Regions from separate parts of the Ovis aries genome. Here region 1 is linked to region 2. The links are chromatin contacts, called in public Hi-C maps. All regions are on one chromosome and are shown on one strand. Each heading gives the region's core, a stretch centred on a gene start, on an enhancer-like site or on the middle of the called end of the contact. The rest is flanking DNA. Distances are from core to core; before and after follow the strand shown.

The links. Hi-C and Micro-C count contacts between places; a contact is called where the count stands out from the background.
Region 1: a contact with region 2 is called in a Hi-C map of skin fibroblasts, with 2.3 times the contacts expected there. The contact joins the enhancer-like site here to the promoter of TNRC6B in region 2. A contact is called at or near these places in 3 of 16 Hi-C or Micro-C datasets (omental adipose tissue, skin fibroblasts and tail adipose tissue).

Annotation. Positions count from the first base shown.
Region 1 is chr3:217,461,196-217,466,072 of ARS-UI_Ramb_v3.0, forward strand. It overlaps TNRC6B (trinucleotide repeat containing adaptor 6B), which reads left to right. Exons shown (of 25, transcript XM_060413567.1): 18 at 299-433; 19 at 2,732-2,908; 20 at 4,220-4,366; 21 at 4,619-4,714. Among named protein-coding and RNA genes, the nearest start is that of ADSL, 29 kb to the right of the region's middle. Within about 2 kb of position 2,221, at least 13 of the 54 cell types and tissues checked have an H3K27ac peak or open chromatin away from gene starts, as enhancers often do.
Region 2 is chr3:217,221,322-217,225,998 of ARS-UI_Ramb_v3.0, forward strand. TNRC6B (trinucleotide repeat containing adaptor 6B) reads left to right here and starts at 3,135. Exons shown (of 25, transcript XM_060413567.1): 1 at 3,135-3,377.

The sequences.
Region 1 (4,877 bases), core at 971-3,470, 240 kb after region 2:
ATACAAACCTGAGCTAAATAGATAACGTGAGTGCACATGTGCCCTGAGATGTTCATTAGATGACATCATACGTGTTTTCATACCTGAACAGAGTTGTCCCTTTTGTAGCAGGCAGGAGCCCAGACCAACATTTCGAATCAAAACACCTGTTTCTAAGGGAAGAAAACTTCATGTGAATTGGTCTTTTAGTGACGAATGAAGCCATTTATGGGTTCTGCCTCAGATCTCTTGGTTATTGATACTAGAAACTGATTTTTTTTTTTAAAAAAAAGACCTAAAATGTGCTTCTCCATTTCAGGCTTCAGCTCCGGCGGCATGGACTACGGCATGGTTGGTGGGAAGGAGGCTGGAACAGAGTCTCGCTTTAAACAGTGGACCTCCATGATGGAGGTGCCCTCTGTAGCCACACAGGAAGCCAATATGCACAAAAATGGTAAGACACACAGAGCCTCGTGACCCGAAGCTCTTTTGATCCTCAGAAGCCCTGACACACGGTCCTATAAGCTTGTTCTGAAGCACAGATCTTCAGCTTTTTCTTAAACAGTCTTGATTGCATCCCCCACCCCCACCCCTGCCATGATCACCTATGAGAGCAAGATTGGGGTTATGTGTATTTCAAACTGTAAGAAACTTAAAGTGCTAGTTGTACTTAAGGAAAGAAAAATTTCCCACCTGCGGTAGGATCAAGAGCAGTAGCAGTGAACTTGAGCTCCCCTTAGGGTAAAACCCTAATAAATTGCTTGAGAGAACAGAATCTGTTTTCGGAGCTGCGAGAGAGATCACAGTAAATATGTATCATGTTGACTGTTTCAACTCTTTGATCTCTGAAGATGACTAATCGATCAGCACATGAGGTCTGGACTTTGCACCAACCTTTCTTGTTCTTTATGAATTGCAGTGTCTGCAAGACAGCAGTTGAAGGTCTTGCAGGCTTTGGTCGTGAAAGTGGGTCAGCTCTTCATCTCTCTCAATTCTGTGTAAGAGCATCTCCATTTCCCTGTGAAATGGATAAAAGGTCTTGGGGCCTTCCTGCAGCCTTTGCGTCAGTGTTTGTTTCACTTGTCAGTAATTTACTTGGACTCATCTGTATCCATGAGAACCAAGTGTAAATAGGTGTCAGAGTGGCTCCTGCAGCAGCTTCCTGGAGCCTTAGCCCCATTAGCTTGGAGCCTTTCAGGGTTCTTTTCTAAACCTGCTCTTCCACATGCACTTCTGGAGGCTGGTGAAGTGGCCCCATGGAGCTGTCTGCCTGCTATCCCTAAGTATCATCATTTGATTTCATATTACAGAATCAGGAATGGTTTATTGAAATGTCCAGTCTGTTTCTGAACTGAATAATCCAAGCTCTGCATCTCTAGCATTGGACCCTCTGGCTGCTTCCTTAGGCTTATGATTCATCAGGACCCTTGTTCCCAAAGACATGATAGGTGTGTGATTATAAATGCACATGAGAAGTGGTCTTGAAGGTAAAATACTCGCTTGCCATTTGAGAACTTACAGGTCACGTTTTCCCCATTTCCTGAGCCAATCCCCAAGGTAACTGAGCTTTTCGTTTTCTGCTTCTTCACTGTAACGTGCCTTTGAGTCAGATTCCTACCAGTGGCTCCAGAAAAGCAGATGAGTCCTTAGTGGAGCATGGAGATGGTTTTCAGAATACTTGTGCTAGGCCAAACCAAGCAGATTACTTTAATCAATAACAAACAGAAAAAGTTTTTGGGGTGGGTTTTTTTTTTTTTGGTCATGCCATGTAGAATTCAGGATCTCAGTTCCCCAACCCAGGGGTTGAACTCATGCCCCCTGCAGTGGAAGCACAGGGTCTTAACCACTGAACCTTTTAATACCTTACCCTGGAAGTAATTTTATCTGTTGATAAGCTGCATCCTTAGAATACATCAGGCAACACAGTATGGCATGTAAACTTCATTCGAGAAACAAGTAGAATGTTACCTCACAGAGGCCACAGTTTTCATTTAAAGCTCATTTTTTATTAGTTTAAGGGGATTGCTAAGCTTTTAATTATTTTTTCTTGCCTCCCAGCACATAAGATGCATAAGGGGGACACCAACAAAACCCCTGAAATGCTCTGAGGAGAGCAGTTTTACAAAGGATTTGCTGTTCTTCGTGTGTGGGGCCCAGGAGCTCAGCGCTGCAGAGTTCATGGCTGGTCTTGTGCTGGCAGAGACCGTTGGCAGGAACGCCGGCTCACTGCTCTGGAATTTAAAGCAATTGCAGATGCTTTTCTCTCCAGCAAGCTCCCTCTGTTTACTCTGCTTCTTCCACTAAGCTAGGCCTGATCGGCACTTAAGGACTTGAGTGGGTTGGTGTCCGTAGAAATGTAGTTAAAAACCCTTTTATGTGCTGCAGATTGTTTAGTGTTTTTCCCACTCCTCATTCTTGAGTCATTAGTGTAAAGGTGGTGGGGATGATGGTGTGATTCATAGTCTATGAAAGTTTCTCAAGTTAATTTCGTAAGACCGTGGAGTTTTAAACTGAAAGGGGCACTCAGAAATGAGAGCAGTGCTGTGTGCAGCAGTGCAGACTGAGAAGCCAGGAAGGTGAGACGGATTGTCGTGGCCATCCTGCTTCCTAATGACGCACTGCCTCTCACGTGTGAACACCTCGTTCCAGGACCAGATCCTGGAGACTGTGAGTTCCTCTGAATGAAAGCTCAGCAAGTTCTGTTCATAGGAGTCCTTTCTGCTGTGAACTTATCACCTCTCTTTTTTCTCAGTCGCTATCGTGGCCCCTGGTAAGACCCGAGGAGGGTCACCGTACAACCAGTTTGACATCATCCCAGGTGACACACTGGGTGGCCATACGGGTCCTGCTGGTGATAGCTGGTTACCTGCCAAATCTCCACCAACAAATAAAATCGGAAGTAAATCTAGCAATGCCAGTTGGCCTCCAGGTACTACCGTCCAGAAAATGGTCGTTTTGTGTTTGGGGTGTCATTTGTTTTGTAATTGTTAATTTCAGGTTCTGAACAGATTGCTTTTTGCCACCCACGTTGATTTTTTTCATCTAGTTAATTTTTTCTGCGTTTCTTTGGAAAGATAGCAGATTTTCATGGGGTGGGGAGAGGTGGTCTTCGATCTGTAGAGTTCAGTCAGGAAGATAGGGTGGATGCTGATCACCTGCAAGACAGGTTACTGAGTGGTAGATACAGCATGGGCACAGACGGGTCAAAGGGAGTTAGGGGAGTGCAGTCTGAGGATGCAAGAAGGGGACTTTGGAGCCAGGACTTGGCATTCATCTGTGCAAAGGATGCCTTGTAACCTGACTTCTTCTGAAATGTCCAGTGAATTGATTCGTTTTTCATTCACCAAGTATTTATTACCAGATTCTAGGGATGTAGACTTGTAGAGCAGTGAGAGTATTTGCTGTTTTTCCTCTTTTATTCTGATACATGTAATCTATTTTCATTGTAGAAAAGTTTGAAATTTTTACTAAACCAAAAATAAAAATGAGTTTTAGTCTGTGTCCTTAACCTTTTTCTATATACTATTATTTGTGCTATGAATACATATAGTCTCTATTAATGCATATTATTCATGTATACTACATACCGTTCTTCCTCATGATTTGGAATATAAAAGTTTATTCTGTCATATGATTTAAATATATAAAGATATATATGATATATAAAATATGATATAAAGCTTTAAATATGATGTAAAGAAATTGTAAACACATATATTCTAGGCCTTCTGATGATAAGCCAAATGATTCCTGTTGGTTTTCCCTGGTCATTCCAGGAGTAGCAATCATCTGTGTTTTCTTTTGTGCATCTGAGCCAGTTTCCCGGTGAGATAAAGCAGAAGTATCTCCTCTCCAGCTCAGATACTCTCCCAGTTTTCACCTTGATGTCCCCACAGTTGTCCTGAGCACCACACTATTCAGGCCTGCCTCCCTGCCCTCAGGCCTGAATTGGCCTGGGAGCCGGGAGGGCAGGAGCAGGGTCTTCCCCAGACCCTCACTCTCGCTGGCATCAAGTTCACAGGCACAGAGGGGAAGTAGGTGAGCGTGTGGTGGCAGCACAGGAGAGCTGCTGGCAAAGCATGTGTTCAGGCTGGCTTTTTTTTTTTAATGATGAAAATCTGAGCTAAAATAGCTTCAGAATTTAGACTTTTCTTAGACCGATTTGTTGTATCAAAAAATTACTTGACCATATTTTGAACAACTTCTTACCTCAATCTAATATTTGTTCTCCTTGTCTCAGAATTCCAACCAGGAGTGCCATGGAAAGGTATCCAAAACATTGACCCTGAATCTGACCCCTATGTCACTCCAGGAAGTGTGCTGGGGGGTACAGCCACATCTCCCATTGTAGATACTGACCACCAACTTCTGCGGGATAACACCACAGGTAAATAAGTAAAACCCCTCATGTTTATCCAGCACCAGTTTTCCTGTTCGGCAGTCTCTGGCTTCATTTGCATTCTCTGGTGTCTAGTAATTACACCAGGAAATGCAAGACTAGGTAGCTTTGTTTTTCACGTTTATTTTTTAGATTATCCTTCCTTTTATCGAAGGTCAAATAAAATACTTCAAGATTTGACTAGTTCCACTGATATTTATCTGCAGTTTTTTCATCTCGTTCTTCATTTGTCATCTTAAGGGTCTAATTCTTCCCTCAACACCTCGCTGCCTTCACCTGGTGCCTGGCCCTACAGTGCCTCTGACAACTCCTTTACCAACGTTCATAGCACTTCAGGTAGGCATGTGACTCATTTCTTCCCCTCTGGCTAGCACTTTCCTATCAGGTTGCATTGTACAAAGGAAATTGGTGTTTATTTCTTAAGGAATAAATTATAGCAGCTGAACAACACAGGTCAGCGTGGATGGAGAGACGTCTCTCATATAGGCCGCATCCCTGG
Region 2 (4,677 bases), core at 1,885-4,384:
CAACTAAAGACCTGGGACAGCAAAACAGAAAACAAAAAGCACCCCATATCCCTCCCTTGTTCTTCCAAGCCATCTGTGCTGTGATTACGTGTTTATCTGTTGGCCACCCCCACCAATTGAGGTCCCTGAATGCAGACATGTTTTATTCATCTGTGCAGCCTCTGTACCTTAGGAAAGTGACCACAAATTCTATAAATATTTACTAAATAATTATTTATAGAGGAACCTTTTGTAACCAGGGCAATTTAAGACATACAAAGATGAATAAGAAACCATTTGCTTTCAAGGAACTTAAAGCTGAGTTGTTACTTAGTCGCTAAGTTGTGTCTGATTCTTTTTCAACCCCACAGACTGTAGCACACCAGGCTCCTCTGTTCATGGGATTTCCCAGGCCAGAATATTGGAATGGGTTGCCATTTCCTTCTCTAGGGGATTTTCCTGATCCAGGAATCATATCCACATTCCCAATAACAGCAGGAGAATTCTTTACCACTGAGCCACCAGGGAGCCATGAAATTAAAAGGAGCAAGCGTCTTTTTGCTTGCTCCTTTTAATTTCATGGAAGGAAAGCTATGACAAAATTAGACAGCATGTTACAAAGCAGAGACATCACTTTGCTAACAAATGTCTGCATAGTCAAAGCTATGGTTTTCCCAGTAGTATGTATGGATGTGACAGTTGGACTATAAAGAAGGTTGAGTGCCAAAGAATTGATGCCTTCGAATTGTAGTGCTGGAGAAGATTCTTGAAAGTCCCTTGGACAGCAAGGAGATCAAACCAGTCAATCTTAAAGAAAATCAACCCCAAATATTCACTGGAAGGACTGATGCTAAAGCTCCAATACTTTGGCCACCTGATGCAGAGAGCAGACTTGGAAAAGACCCTGATGCTGGGAAAGATTGAGGGCAAAAGAAGAGGGTGGCAGAGGATGAGATGGTTAGATAGCATGTCAACTCAATGGACATGAATTTGACCAAACTTTGGGAGATAGTGGAGGACAGGAGCCTGGCATGCTGTAGTATGCAGGGTCTCAGAGTCGGACCTGACTTAGCGACTGAACAACAACAAAAAAGCTCAGCTGCGGAGACAGATGTGTCTAACAATTAATTATAAAATCAAGTGCTAGTTTAAGGGTTAAAATAAGAGTTTCAAACAATCAACCATGAAGATAAGGAAGGTTTTGGACCCTGACCATTTCTCACTCATTTTGTTTTATGGTTCAGAATTATTCTCACATTGGAATGCTAGTGTGGGGTATGTGCATATAATTTTAAGGATTCAGGTTCCTAGGACCTTTCTTAGACCTCGACTCATGATTTTTCTTCTGTCCTGCTGGCAGTTGCCCTGGGAATACCTGCCATTTAATGTTAATTGATGTTTGTGAAACACTTATCTTCCTCTGCTGAAAAGCTATAAGTGTTGAGCACTATTTCTGTGTTACAGTAGTTGTTTTATTATTAAAGCAGTGCCAGTGTGGTTACACAACAGCTTGGATCAGGAGATGAAACAAGGGCAGTGATCCTACTGAAGCTACGGGGATGGGGATTTGGGATGGTAAAATGTTAATTACCCGAGATGGAATGTGGGCCCGAGTCCAGCACTGTGCTCCTGAAGATCATTTCAGTACCAGAGCCTGGGGCTGGTTCTCTGGCACTGAGTCCTAAGCATTCTGCCCTCCCCTGGCTGGAATGTTGGATTCACTTTGCTGAAAGCTGCCACAGGAAAGAATTCAATGGCCAGGAGCCAGAAACACACCTCTTGCACAGCATCAGGGGCTACTCTGGAAGCTTTCCAGAAAGGGCTGTTCTATTTGCATACAGTAAATTATTCCTAAACCGATTTATTCTCTTTCCCTCTTTGGATGCTCTCCTTGTTTCTGGCTCTTCAAGATTCTCTCAGAAAAGAGTGAGCTGGAGATGGATGGGTGGGAGTTGGGAAGGTAGGCTTGAAACAGAAGGCTGGTAGAAGTATTCATTTATTTACAAAGTGGAGAAAATGACCATAAAGGTAAATGGGCTTCCGGTCAGGAAACACCAAGACTGTTTCGTTTAGGGTGGGAGGAATGCGTGCTGGAGAAGATACAGTGGAGGCAATGATAACCTATCCATAGCTTTAGTCCCCAACAGTGTCACCTCCAGAAACTGAGGACCTTAGGCTCTGAATGAAACCTTTTGAAGATGCAGGGTTGGCTGACAGGAACGATTCTAGACTAAGGGAGACACTAAAGTACAGTGAAAAGAGCTTAGGCTTTGGAGTCAGATCTGGGACCAAATGTTGGTCTACGAACTATTTTCTATCTAGGTGACCTTGGGCAAATATCCTAACCACTCTGGAGCTTTAGTGTCTCGTCTGTAAAATTTAGAGAACCTATAACTCACAGCTTTAATCGATAGTCCTTGTAAAGAACTCTGCACAGTTGGCACAAAGTGGGCACGCAAGCGGTACGCAAGCGGGTAATCGTTATTTCCAACTACAGGCCAAATGAACAGTCATCCAAACGGCCTAGCAAACAATTAACAGTGCGAAGCTGACCGACGCGCCTATCTGCCCAATAAGGTACCAGGAAAGAACTTGGTGGAGACAAACCAATGGCATTAGCCCTTGTTGTTGGACGGGCTTTCTTGCCGTTCCACCAATAGTTTGAAGATTTGACTAACGAGTGACATGCTGACAGTCCAATGACTCACAACCAGCCCACACTCAGCACTTCTGAGGGGATAAATCAAGGAGCCGGGACGTATAGATTCCGTTATTAGGCAGTACTGGATGAAGAGAGGAGCTTAGGGGGAACAGCGCGAGGGCGAGGCACTAATGAACTAATAAAAGGAAAAAGACGATGGTTGCGCCAACTGAGCTCGGCCGCCATCATGCTCTAGTTTCCCCTTCGCTTCTCCGCGTCCGCGACCGAGGAAGCGGCCTCTGGGATGCTGAGGGGGTGTGTCCCCGAATGATTGGCGCAGGCAGCTCAGCCAATCCTAGCTCGTCAAACGGAACGCATTTGACCAATGAGGGGCGACGGCTGCGGCGAGGCATTGGAGGGGCGGAACGGCAGCTTGACGGGCACAAAAGCCAGCCAGTGAGGGCCGGCAGCATCCTCCCTGCGGCCAATGGAGTGGGGCTCTGGGCGGGGCCCCGAGTGTTTGTGTTGTGGTTTTGGGGGAGGGAGGCGGAGGGGAAAGTTTGTTTATTTTGTTTTTAGTTTCTGGGGTCCCCGTGTTTCTCGGAGGTGAAGCGGGAGGGATTGACCCCCTCCCCCGAGCCTCTCAGTCCCCCTACTACGTCGCCTCCATAGCCTGCGAAGGAGCGGGGACCGCGCGCATCGCAGCGCATCGCCTCACAGCGGAACGCCGCGCACTCGGAGCCGGCACGGCTCGGCGGTGAGTGAGGACCGACGGCCACCGCCGCCCTTCCCCTCCCCCTGCTCACCGCCCAGTCAGAGCCGGGCGGCCGGGTGGGCGAGGACGTCCGCGGGAGCGCGCGGCGCGGGGCCGGCCTGTCAAGCTGAGGTGCAGCGTGTGCGTGTCCTCGCGAGTGAGCGCGCGCGGCGGGGAGAGGGCCGGGAGGGGCGTGAGCGCGCGCGGGGCCGGCGGGGGCGGCGGCGTTGGGCGCGCGCTCCGCGGGGCGGGCGTCTGGTGGGTTTGACCCCCGGGCGGGGAGGGACGCTGGCGAGGTCCGCGCTCGGGGCAGGGGCGCCCGGAATGGCCGGGTCGGGGCGGGCGGGCGCACGCGGCGGCGGCGGGCGTCACGCGCCGGCAGGTGTGAGCTGGGGGAGGGCTTCCGGGTGGGCCGGTCAAGTCGAGTTCGCTTCCCGTCGCCGGGGCACCTCGAGGCCGGGAGGGGTCCCCATCGCGGCGGAGAGCCGAGGCCCACGGAGGCGCGTCGGGGCCCCTTGCGCGTCAGGCCTCGGAGCCTCCCTGTCCCCACCTGTGTGCAGGACCTGCGTGACAGAGTGAATGCGCTCCCCTGCCCAACCCTGGCCGGGGGTCCCAACTCCACCCCTCACCCCGGAGCCCTGCCTGTGTGGCCTCCTAAGAGTCGATTAACTCTTCCCCAGGGAACGGAGGGCGAGGAGACTATCATCGGACGACCAGCCAAAAGTGTTTTCTGCCATTCCCTGGTCCTGCGCCCTTGGTTTCAAACTAGTGGGTTTCCACAGTGGGCTGAAATGGACTATGTAGTGGCTGAAGACACCCAATAATGGTAGCCTCTTGTCAGTGACCTTAAGGCCCAGCCCATCCTCGGTTCTTTGAACACCAGGAGTTAGTCTAGGTCTTTTCAGGCTCCCTGCTTTTTCACGTATCTGCCGGCTGCACTATTACTTTTTAGCCTCGGTGCTAAAGGTTGAAGCCAGGCATAAGGTGAATTCAAGTTGGCGATTTGCTTACAGTATAGGCAAAATATAGAACAAAATTAGCCAGAGATGTTTCTCCATAGTCAGTGAATAAAACGTTGTTAATTACTGTTCCCCTCCCCCAGTAGTTAAGCACACAGAAATAAGATATATAGAAATCTTACATTTTAGCATTTTGTGCAAGTTTAACAATAGCGGCTGTTTTCTTCCTAGTTGTGGGGAATTTCAATGGGATGATAGTTTCCTAATGATTCGGGTGGCTTTGGCACTATGTTTAGCTTTTGGTAGTGTTACGTAAATGGCTCTTAAAAAGCAGAACTTTCAGC